Linked DNA regions of Mus musculus: region 2 is linked to region 1. The links are chromatin contacts, called in public HiChIP or PLAC-seq maps. All regions are on one chromosome and are shown on one strand. The core of a region is the stretch at or near the end of the contact, and the rest is flanking DNA. Distances in the headings are between cores, read along the strand shown.

Region 1 (6,352 bases), core at 2,044-4,543:
GCAAGAGAGGGCTCTTGCTAATGTTTCCCATTTCCCAACACAAAAAAGATAACGTTTTATCATTTTCTTACTTTGCGTCTCTGCAATGTGAGACCGTGGTATCGGCCAAGGCATACACCTCTTCTGATCTCCAAAAACCCTCTTCCTTCCTCCACCTCCCTCTACCTCAATCTAGTGTTTTCCTGGAAAGCCTGGTTGGAGGTCCCTCTTTCCTCTCCTTATTCAAGAAATGCTTGCTAATGTAGACCTTGGGGCTGCAGAGGGATGTATGGAATTCCCACTGTGCCCTGCCAAAGCTCACAGGACACAAGGAAAGAGAAACAGATCCAGGAAGAAAACATAACACACAATTGCTGTCTCTGACGAGTGCTGTGAGAGCCCAGGGGAGGTGCTTCTAGCCTTGCTGTCTGGGAACACCTGACATGCAGTGCGGGCACAGGCACGTGTGTCACTGCACACTGCCTTTCTGACTCTTTCCAATGAGAGATTTTAGTGAATGAATGCCTATCTGTCTTACTCACACTCTTAACTATTTAATAATCGTCACTCACAAGCCCTTCTACAATCTGCCCCTTCCAACTGGAGATATTTTTAGCCTTTTAATAATACACGGTCTCCTTAGCTTCCAATTAGTATCTGAGTAGAGACTTGAGCTTAGTACATATTCGCAATCGCTGAGTTTGCTTATCAAACCAGAGCAGGAGCAGATGGAACCCTACAGAATCCCAGGTACCCATCTATTTGAGTCTGAATTTCACCCACTTTCCCCCATGTAGCTATCTAAATTTAGATGTCATACATTTGTGTAGGCAACCTACAAACGACGCTTGCATGAACACATTCCTTCTCGATAAGCCATATTGGTGCTCTTTGGATTCACTACATGGTTGGATTCCCATTTCCATCATTTCAGTTCTCATGGGTTATTTAAAGTCCTTCCTCAGAGAAGCAAAGCTGGTAATCCAGCACGGCGAGTCTGGGGCTCCGACGGGGCTCCGCAGTTAACAGCCCATCGTTCTGTGTGGCCATCATGGAGAGGCATCGTCTTGTGGAGGCAGTTCTCAGGTGGTGAGCCTCCGTGGCCATCCTCAAGGCACTCAAAGCTCAACAAGCCTTGTCAGGGAAGATCTGAGGCTGCAATTTTCTACAGTGTTCAATCTAACTCCACCCTTAGGCAAAGGATAGTCGCCGTTAATTGGTGACATTTTCCATTCTCAATGCTGGATTGATGCATCGAGCATCTCACGAGTAGTAGCCAGCTAGGGGTATTGCTGAACATCAACTAAGGTGTGGGACAACCTCCTCTCACTCCAAAGTATCACCACCGAGGTGGGGGAAGTGCTGATCTTAGAGACAGAGAAATGTAATAATCCAGGGATGTAAGAAAGAAATTTTCTAATCCTAAAGATGTTTTCCAAGGGTGCTTTTGATTAAAATAATAGTAGCCCGTAGATCCAGAGTCCACTGGTGAAATGTGTAGGCCCTCATTCAGCATGCACAAAGCAGACAACAGCAACTTTGGTTCTTGCCTTGAGGTTAGACTGGTGGCCCCTAGATGTCAGCATGTTTGACAGTGGAGGCAGGAGATGCGGAGAGGTCCGTGGGCCACCCCAGAAGCCCTGATGCTCCAGAGGCTTTGCCTTCCTGGGGATACTAGTGAATCTGGCTGTAGTCTTTCTTAAAAACTAGATGTTCTTTGTGGAATTAAGCAATCTCCCATGGTTTGGGAAGTCAACATTTGTAGTATCTGTGAGACACAAGATTTGATTGTCTCAAGCCAGGTCTGAGGGTTACACACACCCATAAATCAGCGCTCACGAGGTGGAGGTTGGAGCATCCCAAATTCAAAGTTGTCCCTGATGACCAAGTGAGTTCCTGGTAGCTGGGGATACAGGAGTGCTGTCTCAAAACAAACTAAGCAACAGCAGCAAAGCAAAACAACCAAAGGTTTGACCGCCACTGTCGGGATGTCTAGACAAGGGATTCATAGCCCGTGGCTGCTAGTGACAGACTGGAATTTATTAAGAATTACGTGGCATTGCTAAGAAGCCCAATCATTTGAACACTTAAGTTCTCTCAAACGGGCCAGGTTCAACATCGTCTGACCTTATGAAAGGAGGTTGTCTCATGGTATAGGCCTGTATTCCCAGCATTGGAGCTACATAGCCTCCCTCCCCTCCCCCCAAAAGTCTCTTAAATGTCACTTGTATATTCTTTTAAGCTGTATTCGTTTATTTATTTATACATTTCAGGTTTTGTGCTAGGCAAGAACTCTGCCACAGAGTACCTCAGGCACCTCAATTCTCTTTTAAATATATTTTCTTCTTCTGTTTTTTTGTTTTGTTTTGTTTTGTTTTGTTTTGTTTTGTTTTGTTTTCTACCTAGGCTTTTGACCCATGCTTGTAATTCCAAGCACTTAGAAGTCTGAGACCGGAGGACTGCCTCAGGGCTAGTCTGGGCTTTCATAGTGAGTTCCAGGTGATTCGGGTTATAGTAGGAGACATTGCCACACACTAAGAATATAGGCATTAATTAGTCCTTCCAGTGATGTGTACTTCTGCCACACCAACATAAATGGAATTACAGGAAATGATCAAACTATAGGAATCAGCGTCTGGAATATTTCAGTTACTCATTTTCCTCTGAAAGAGCAATCAGGCAGTTAGCATGGTAAGTCTCTAGCTGAGGCTCCAGGCTGCCATGGAAATGCCTCTGTCCCACATTCTCCTGGGAAGGCTCCAAAGGAGCTACAGGAGACAGCCCCTAGAGTCCTCACTCTCTCCACGACCCTTTCTGTAATCGTCTCTGCTCAGGTTCAGGGGGGCTGTGTGATGCTGTATATATGACATGGCAGCTTTAGCATAGATCTTTCTTAGCCAGACGCAAGGTCCAGCATACTTGACAAGTAAGAGGCACGCCCAGAAACCTCAGGGGTGTGAGACCCTAACGGGGACAGTCGAGTTTATCCTCTGACTCTTCCCGGCTTTCCCATCTCTTTCCATGACCGTATCCTCCATAGATAGCTCCCTAAGCTAAACTTAGCACTACCGGTGAAAGATGGAACGCATTGCTCCATTTAAGACAGACTCGGGCAGTCAGGGTGGTGGCACATGCCTGAGTGTGACATTTGGGAGATGGGGACAAGATTGCAGGTTTAAGGCTAGCCTGGGCTACAGGATGAGAGACCCCTCGCCTGCCCAGTGAAACAGAATAATCCTCGGGTATAAAGCATGACCTTTGCCATCAAAAGGCAGCGTCAAGCAGCCACACGTGTACATAGTAAAAGTCACTAAGGGATGCTGCAGACCTTGTGTTTCCAGCCCCAGGAGTGGTGTGAGGATAACCTTGACTGACTGGTGTGCAGTGCCCGAGGAAACTCTCAGTACAGTTAGCACACAGGTTATTTTTACCAGAACATTGCCTGTAGAAAAATAAAAATGAACAGGGGGAACCCAGTGCCAAGTATCATAGAATCACTGCTCCTTTTTAAAAAGTACTTAAGATTATAAAAGTCACAATGTCTGGAAACATTAGCATAAAAATTAATTTGTTGGGCTGGTGAGATGGCTCAGTGGGTAAGAGCACCCGACTGCTCTTCCGAAGGTCCAGAGTTCGAATCCCAGCAACCACATGGTGGCTCACAACCATCCTTAACAAGATCTGACTCCCTCTTCTGGTGTGTCTGAAGACAGCTACAGTGTACTTACATATAATAATAAAATAAATAAAATTAAAAAAAAATTAATTTGTTTTTAATTCATATGTGAGTAAATAAACTTAAAGACTTGGTGACTCAAACAAAACAGCATGTAGTCTTGTGGAATGCTAGTGTCATTTTATTTTTCCCTGAATTTTAGGCTAAATATTTCACAGAGACAGAGTTTGTCACTGCTATGTTAATTATCTTTAAATATAATCCCAACGCTGATCATGGAGGAGCATTCAGGAGGCGGAGGCAGGAGGATCTCAAGCCTGGGGCCAGCTGGATTACATATGAAGACCCTAAACCAAACAAAAGAAATGCAGCAATCCCACACATTGTTTATTCTGTACATTATTGTAACACTCAGTACGTTCACTAGAACTTTCATTGTTGGTAAAAGCCACTGCCTAAAATTAGCCAACAGAGAAGAGATCCCACAGTTAGGAAGGTAGCACTGATCAGCAAAGAAAGGGACCCTGCACTGTAGGCCACTGGGACTCCGCTGCCTCGTGAAACACTGTGAAATGCAGCAAAGACAGGCCATCCCCACTCTGTCACCGTATAGACTTTAATGCTGTTCTGTCCACGGGACAGAATACGGCCACTCGACAGAGCCCGGCACACGTGCCATAGGAGGAAATAACGGCCTAATTTTGCAAGAGGAAATCCCTGCTGCTGGTCCAATGGGCAGTGGGGCTAAACAGGAGCAACTAAGAGGCTCACCCCCAGGGAATAATGAGGGGTTCTCATTTAGGAGGACTGCTCTGTGGCAATTACCTGTTCGAGGTGAAGTCTAGTCAATCCTCTGGGAGCTTGTGTATATTCTATGTGTGTATCTACAAAAACAGAGTCAGGAGAAGTCCCTGTCATCATAACTGTACAGAATATGTACTGAGGACAGTGAAGCGGAGAGAGGTTAATCCCAAGGGCTGGGATCAAAGACGCACACCACCACCGCCTGGCTGTGAATGGCCCTTCTTGAGTTGAGTTCAACTGCGGGCTCTCTGGCTCCCGGGCCTGGTGTCCTTTACTTTACCTGTTAGTTTTAGTCTGGGCTCTCCTGAAGGCATGAGTGCAGGCGAGCTGTGTGGGACTGTGGCCCCAGGGGGAAAGAAGTGAATGGCCACTTTGAGGAAAGCAAGCAAAGCCGGGGGGGGGGGGGGGGGGGGGGGTGCTTTTTAGATTGGCAGCCATCACAGACAATCTGCTCCTTGGTCCTGCAGGGGCATCTGAGGTACTCGAAGAAGCACGTCTCAGAAATGGGAACTCAATCAAACTGGATCACGTACCTATGTGCTCCTGTCCTATCACTGCTGAAGGGTGACTAGTTCCATACTGTGTATGGCCAAGTGCCAGGTGATTACCTTGGGGATCCTGGGACAGTGGTCCTGGGGCTGGAAATGAGCTAACACAGGCCAAGGCAAGATGCCCGTCAGGCTGAGTCCACAGCAGCCTATGTAGGGCCTGGAACTAGGAGGTGCTACCATCAAGAACAGGATAAGGAAGTGGCCACGGTGTCAAAGAGATGCCTTGAGCAGTTGTAACCAGAGAGCAGAATAAGGATCTTGAACACTTGTTCATTCGTTTATCCATCCAGTCGCCAACTAATACAAGGAGTTACAGAAAGGGCCTGAGGAATTGAAGTGAGGAATTTTAGATACTACGTAAGAGGAAATAAACTAATATGACCAATGCTCCAATAGACACAGTTTTATGGGAGATGCAATGTGAGTGCTTGAAAGCCCTGTTTTTTCTTGAAATCAATCTTGAAGGGTAAATAAAATCCACCTGAAAGAAATGTGAATATTGACTTGGCACTCAAAATAAATTTTAATATTTTGTTATTAAATTCCTCAATGATCTTAATCTCTGTATTGCATTTACGTCGGAGTAGTCCTGTTTTTAGGAGGTAGATGCTGGAGAAACCCAGAGAAAAGAGTCATCATGTCTGCAATAGACTGCAGTGATTCAGTAAAGTCCCCACATCTGGGAGGGCAAGAGCATAGAACACAGATGTGACATGACGTCAGCAAGCTGGTGATATAATCCAGGGTGTACAGATGCCTGCTGGACAGTGGTCCTTTAGTACTCAAGGGGTCAGTGTCAGGACCCTCACCGGCACTGAGATCCAAGGATGCTCAGACCTCTTATAAAATCATGTCATTGGCATACACATATCTTCCTATGTTAAAATATCTTCGGGCAATTTACCATGCCTCGTACAATGTAAATACTATCTACACAGTGTTTCATTATCCTTCTATAGACCAAGAGAGTAAAACAAATCCGTACATGTTCAACATAAATGGAATTTTTGAAAAATGTTTTCAAACTGAGATTGGTTGAATCTGAGGATGTGGAACTCAGGAATACAGAAGACTGTCCGCTCCAGGCAGTGGTGGCGCACACCTTTAATCCCAGCCCTCGGGAGGTAGAAGCAAGCAGGTCTCTGCGATTTGGGGGCTAACCTGGTAGAGAGAGACAGAGACAGAGACACACAGAGAGACAGAGAGAGAGAGAGACAGACACAGAGAGACAGAGTTAGTTAGTTAGTTAGTTAGTTAGTTCCAGGACATCCAGGAAAACATGGAAAAACCCTGTTTAAAAAACACCCCTGCCCCCAAATATGAGCAGCCAGAAAAGGGCAGA
Region 2 (6,352 bases), core at 2,007-4,506, 74 kb before region 1:
AAAGGCTTCCTTCAAAGTGGAAGGCATAGTGTTGCAAATCCCTCCTTGGTAAGCCCTCCACGAAGTGCAGCATGAGTATGGGCGACGCTCTGTGGAAAGGAGGCACAAGTCAAATCAATTTCATGCCACGGCTCCGTTGAGGGACACGGTGGCCCCAGCTGTGTGCCGTGATTAGAAAGGGAAAGTGGCTCTATAGAGCATGTGACACTAAAGCCTTTGAAGCGGTGGCCAGCAGCTGGGAGCCACTGTGCAACAGGACTGACAAAGACCCTTAAACAAAACTTGCTGCCAGAGAACTATGCTGCAGAGCTCTGAAGAGAGAAGCCCAGCCCTTGAGGAGCTCCTCTGCTGTCAGGTGTCCACATCAATCACTCTGTCAAGTGGCAAAAGCAAGAGCAAACCTTATGCCTAAGATATTCAGACACTAAGTTCATCTCAAGAAATTAGGGGACCCAATAAATTCAAATTTGTACTTAAAAAAAAAACTTAATAAATAAAGTGCATGGGGGACTGGAGAGATGGCTCAGCGGTTAAGAGTACTGACTGCTCTTCCAGAGGTCCTGAGTTCTATTTCCAGCAACCACATGATGACTCACAACCATCTGTAATGAAATCTGACGCCCTCTTCTGTTGTGTGTGAAATCAGCTACAGTGTACTTATTTATAATAATAAATAAATATTTGGGCCGGAGCGAACAGGGACTGAGCGAGTGGGGCTGACCAGAGCCGACTGGAGAGAGCAGAGTCCTAAATTCAATTCCTAGCAACCACATGAAAGCTCACAACCATCTGTACAGCTACAGTGTTCTCATATACATAAAATAAATAAATAAATCCTAAAAAAATAAAGTGCACTAGTGGATTTATTATAAACAATGAGATGCTCATAATTTCAAAAATACGCTTCACTATTACAGTAACATGTCAAAGTAGAAACAAACCTACGGATAGGCCTAAAATAACAAAGCTCTTGGGGTTTAAGAAATGGTGGTTATTCCTTCTCCTAATATTTAAACAGATGTCAAAACTTACTTAGCTTATCAAAATTTATTCAGTTGAAAATGAACTCAAATCAATGTCCAGATTCGAGTGAGATTATTCTGACAGGAGTGATCTGTCAATTACACCCTGTCCATTTCTTATTAAACGGCAATTAAGTCCTGAAAGTTCTGTAAACTGTTTTTATCACCTCATTCTTTGTCCTGGGTTTAAAATCTGACTTAATTTACCAATTCCAAGATGTTACTGTTCATAAAATATGCCAGTAAAGTACACTCTTCCAACTGTGAGGATATGACATATCTGTCTTTCAGCTGATCCACAGTAAAATATAGGTTCTCACAGCTCAACAGGCAGGCCTTAGGCTATGGCCTTTCCATTACTAATAAGATATTTGAATACAGACGTCTTGTATTTAGCTTCCTGGGCCTCACACATCTACTTACCTAAAATCTCATGAGTCTACACTAGAAATCTGTGTCTTCCCTTCACGCGAGTGCACATAAAAAGTTTAGGAACTACATATGAGCAAGAATTCCATAATACATGAGACAGAGCCTGTCAGACCTCACTCTTTTTATATATCCTAAGGCTTCTAGAGCAGTCCCTGGTAAATGAGTCAAAGGAATGGGCCAAGATGAACTCCACCTGCAGTCTGAGCTGCAGCGATGCTCACAGTCCAGCTGATGCAAACAGATGCCTCCCAAGCTGTTCTGAAATCTCATAAAGAGGGGAAAGACCAGACTCCACAGATTCTATGCAAGCCCCTGTGCAGAGGCTGACAGACACACCTCAGCTCTCTACGGCCTAATGGAAAGGGACATGCCAGACAATCTCGACGTTCATTGCAAGGTTTGGTTCAGCCCACTTCAGCCAAGCCGGTGAATGCTCAGAACGTCCTCCTATTCCTGGGCCTCACAGGTGCTGAACAGGCTGTGGTCCTGGGCTTTGCCCCTCACCTGTTCTACTCCCCATAACTAGGGAAGTTCTAAAAGACAAACTAACTCCCCAGGCTTCACACATCCAACCTCACGACAGCCTCCTCTGCTGGCATACCTCAACAGGCAGAGTTTGTTTTAAACACACACACAAATACAAACAGTAGCATAATGTGTATCCTCCACCCCTTGTTGCTTCTAATTCACAGAGAGCTGCTTTTCTCTTGGAAGGATGCAAGCATCTCAGGAAACGCACAGAGAATACTCCCACAGCCAGCTACAGACGCAGAACTACCCACCAGGGGCAGCCACACCTTACACTAAGAGCTGGATCACAAACTTGATTTTCATCAAAACGTCTCTAATAACTCAAATCTTAGACAATATACATTTAACAATTACAAATTTGTACATCTGTAATAATCAGTTTCAGGAAAAAAGGTCTATAAACATTTGTAAGTTAACAGTCTTCATGTGTCATTTCCAATCTTTCTGATAATAAGAAATAAAAAGCCTAAATCACATCAGCTGCAAGCCAAATGATTGGAAGCCACAGTCTCATGAACGCATAAAGAAACATATCTTCAGAAAGCCCAACTGTGTCACAAAGGGATACAACTGCTCTTTGGAGATAATTCAAGGAGCTTTAAAGCATTTTCTACCAAGAAATAAAGACTTTAATTGAGAAATAGAATCTTCGGCCATGAGGCTGTGCTTCTAGTCCCAGAATTCTGGAGGCCAAGATGAATGGATCTTGAGACCGAGGCCAGTCTAAGCTACATACACAATTTCAGGCCAGCCTAAGCTACAAAACAAAACCCTGTTTTGCCAGCCAGAACTACATAGAGATCCCATACCCTGTCTCAAATCAAACCAAACCACCAGAAACAAAACAAAGCAAACCAGCACCACCAGCAGCACTCACTGTCAGTGCCTAACACCATGGAACTCACTCATTATCTCAGTCCTTAGAGTTTGAGGCCAAGGGACTCTAAGTTCCAAGACTAGCCTAGACTATATAATGAGACTATCTTGCAACACAACAAGAACAATCAGGAAGCTGCTAAAACTGAAGTTAAATATAATAACCTTTTCAAATGCCAGCCCGGACCATGTATGACCTCCTGAGACTATGGCAAGCACTGTAGGCTCTTTTCAATAACTCAAAGCTGACTCTAGACCGTCAAGTGTCCACATCAACACCCTCAGAGTAGAATTCCTCAACAATTCCTTAAAGAGAAGTGGTAGAGTTGGATGCAATAGGCATGACTTACCACTAGATTTTCCCTGTGGGCATGCATTACACATGCGGGTAATCTGAGACAAGGCCCCCGGGGGAACTCGTAACATTGTGAGATCTTAGAATGATATATGGTTAAATTACTCACAGCCTCATGATGAATTTATTTGTTTAGCGTCTCATGATAGATCTATCATTCATCTATCTATCTATGCTGGCTGCTTGAGAACTCACTATGTAGACCAAACCAGTCTTAATTCACAAGTTCTGCTCTCCTCTGCTTGCTACGTACTAGGATAGAGGCATGTTCCACCACATCCAACTGATAAATTCTCTTACATTATCCCTAAAATCTATACTAAATACCAACAAGTCAAGTTGTATTAATTTCAGAGTGAAAACTGTAAGAGTCTTATACAAATACCTTGCCATTTAAATTTTAAGTATAATTTTACATAAATTCAATTTACTTTTGATGAAAATAGGAAATGTCCAAATTATAAAATTGGCTCATTAAAATAACAAATCCACTGAAATGTAAAAGACCTTTTAAATTTAAAAAACAGTTGTATCTAATGGAAACACATTCTGATCAGAACATGAACCTTTTATGTAAGCAAAAGCAACAACTTTTATAACTTTTATAAAAAAAAATTTATGTTACAATGCTGTCAATTAGCAGATCAAACAACATAATAAAATCTAGCGGATTGTCAACCCCTGCACCTTGACAGAAAGCTGTTTATAAGCACCAGGATGCTCAGGCTTCTGCACAGGTGTGTGCAGGACAACAGCCAGCCTTGCAGCTGCCTTTGCCTGTCTCGGTATTAAGGAAGAGAAGCCCTGACACGAAGATCTCAAACCCTGGGCCCAGGCAGCCAAGCTGACTAGATTTGTGGGTAAGGCAGCGCCTCACTCACACTCTGAGAGCCAGGAAGCAGGGACAAAGCAAGCTAATAGCTGACAGGGAGGAGGACAGCAAACCCAACAGCAGCAGAGTACAAAGACAGACGGGAGAGAAGCTTTACCCAGCACAGCAGAACGGAGGAATGGTGAGCTGAGCACCACACAGCAGGCAGGCATACTGTGTGGACAGCTCATCTGTCCACAGCCTCCAAGATTCAGTATTTACATGCAACAGATGCTGCGGAACGTAGGGGGGAGGCCAGGGCCAGGCGATGAGATCGTGTCTGGAGAATATGCCTAGGTAGCAGGCCCAGAGAAGAGCTATGGAAAGGAAACTGGAGGGAAGGACGGAGGTCAGCAGCAAAGTTACTAGTTCAAAGAGGCCAGTGTGGGGCGGACCCACAGACCTAAAGCATTTGCATGTTGGGAGTATTAAGCTTTTAAACCGTTCAGCAAACAGAGCAAATGGAAAGCAAAACCTTCTATTACTACGTACACTATCTGACCAGAGGGAAACGACAAGGGCAGATCTACTCTGAGTTCTATTTACATTCAGAGTGCAAGGACATGCAAGCACCTGAGCAGATAGGGCCAGGTACACACACTTAGCAGCACCAGTCCTACAGCAGACAGACAGACAGCTGACCCAGCAGACAGACAGACAGCTGACCCAGCGCTTGCCAAGGAGTCAGCGGAATGGCAACTCTGAGCCTACCCTAGGCCAGCAGCAGGAAGTTTAGAATGAAGCCAGCAGCAGGGAGCTTGTAAGACGATGAAGTATCAGCAAGCTGATTGACATCCGGAAGAAAACAGACATTAAGACACACAGGTGGGGCTGGAGAGATGGCTGAGCAGTAAGGAGCACTTAGTGTTCTTGCTGAGGACCTGGGTTCGGTTCCCAGCACCCACACAGCAGCTCACACCTGTCTGTAACTCCAGTTCCAGGCTTCTAACACCCTCACACAGACATACATGCAGGTAAAACACAAATGCACATAAAAGTACACCCAATGGGAGAGGGAACAGGATGAGAGAAACACTACAAGAGACAAACTAAGCACCCTCCTGAAGCCTACTGTGTCCTGCTTGCCCACCCTCAGTTTTTACAGTGGTAAGCAACTGGTGGCCCTAAGTAAGTGTCCACTCCAACTTCTGAAGGGTAAGTGGTGCTCACTACTTCCCTTCCCACGACACGAGGAACTGTACATGCATCTTCACTGTCTCCTAAAAATGTTTAAGTAAATGGAAACTCACCTTTCCAACACCATTTTTCTTATTTGTGATTTACTGTTGCAGCTGTTACATGGACCAAAATGGGCAGCATTGAGTGGATGCCACTCAGGAACAATATTGGTAAAGGTGACCAGACTCTTCACACACCTAAAAAACAGGCACAGTTTGAATCCCTCAGCTAGCTTCGCTGGAGTTAGTTAACACGTGCAACTGCATGCTCTTGCTTGCCTCCCAGCCCCGCCCATATCAGCACAGCCATGCCCTCCCCTGCCACGGAAGAGACACTGGAGCCTCCACACCAACTGACATGCACAGAAGGGTGACCAGCAGAGCTTCCCTCCACTAATGCTCCAGAGAATCACTGCTGATGCCCTGCTGAGCACACTGGTTATTTCAGGGCCACCCCTGGTCTCCACTTAGCACATTGTAGAATCAGTCCCCAGCTTCCATACCCAATGTACTGGCAGCTACCTAGTGAGGAGCCATCAGAGGCTCTGGGTGAACATTGTTACTCTCAGGCTGTCTGACTCAGGCTGAGTTGTGATGCAAAGTGGCTTAGCATCACTGACAACAAAGAGAGTACTGTCTTCAAACAGATACAAACTTAAACTTTTCATCTGCTGGGGGGCTGGGGGTGGGGGCAATCACTTGGAAAACGGCGACAGTTAAAAGCCATCTTCAACCGTCAGCCAAGTATACTAAATCTTAGTTGCATCAACTCTAGTAAAAACATTTTCATTAAAGCAAGTATCACATTACACTCCCCCGACAAACAACTCTCCCGTGTCAAGTGCCATGGCCTTCATACAACAACGAGTGGCAGATAAACTGGGTCTGAATCAGGACCACCAGCCTCCAAAGGCCAGGCTTTTTTATGCTCTCCAAAAATATAACTACGGAACCTAATACAAGTCCTTATACTGGCACAAAACCCAGAGGCACTAAAATGAAAGGACTAGTTGACTAGCTTCTGTCAGAGGAGAAGGAAGCCAGTTGTTGTAACCCCAACGTACACTGATTAAAGGCCATCCTGTCT

Evidence for each region. HiChIP or PLAC-seq counts read pairs in DNA pulled down with a chosen protein or histone mark.
Region 2: an H3K27ac HiChIP or PLAC-seq map of trophoblast stem cells shows a contact between it and region 1, with 10 read pairs. The contact joins two enhancer-like sites. A contact is called at or near these places in 3 of 115 datasets of contacts at active chromatin or transcription factors (CD8 T cells, embryonic stem cells and trophoblast stem cells).

The regions. Positions count from the first base shown.
Region 1 is chr5:149,129,007-149,135,358 of GRCm38.p6, reverse strand. The region is part of intron 1 of Mm2pr (macrophage M2 polarization regulator); the gene reads left to right. Among named protein-coding and RNA genes, the nearest start is that of Gm42788, 12 kb to the left of the region's middle. Within about 2 kb of position 3,293, at least 6 of the 459 cell types and tissues checked have an H3K27ac peak or open chromatin away from gene starts, as enhancers often do. A contact at or near this core is called in trophoblast stem cells, where this site is marked.
Region 2 is chr5:149,203,380-149,209,731 of GRCm38.p6, reverse strand. Uspl1 (ubiquitin specific peptidase like 1) reads right to left here. Exons shown (of 9, transcript NM_001115149.1): 7 at 5,338-5,463; 8 at 1-89. Among named protein-coding and RNA genes, the nearest start is that of Uspl1, 22 kb to the right of the region's middle. Within about 2 kb of position 3,256, at least 25 of the 459 cell types and tissues checked have an H3K27ac peak or open chromatin away from gene starts, as enhancers often do. A contact at or near this core is called in trophoblast stem cells, where this site is marked.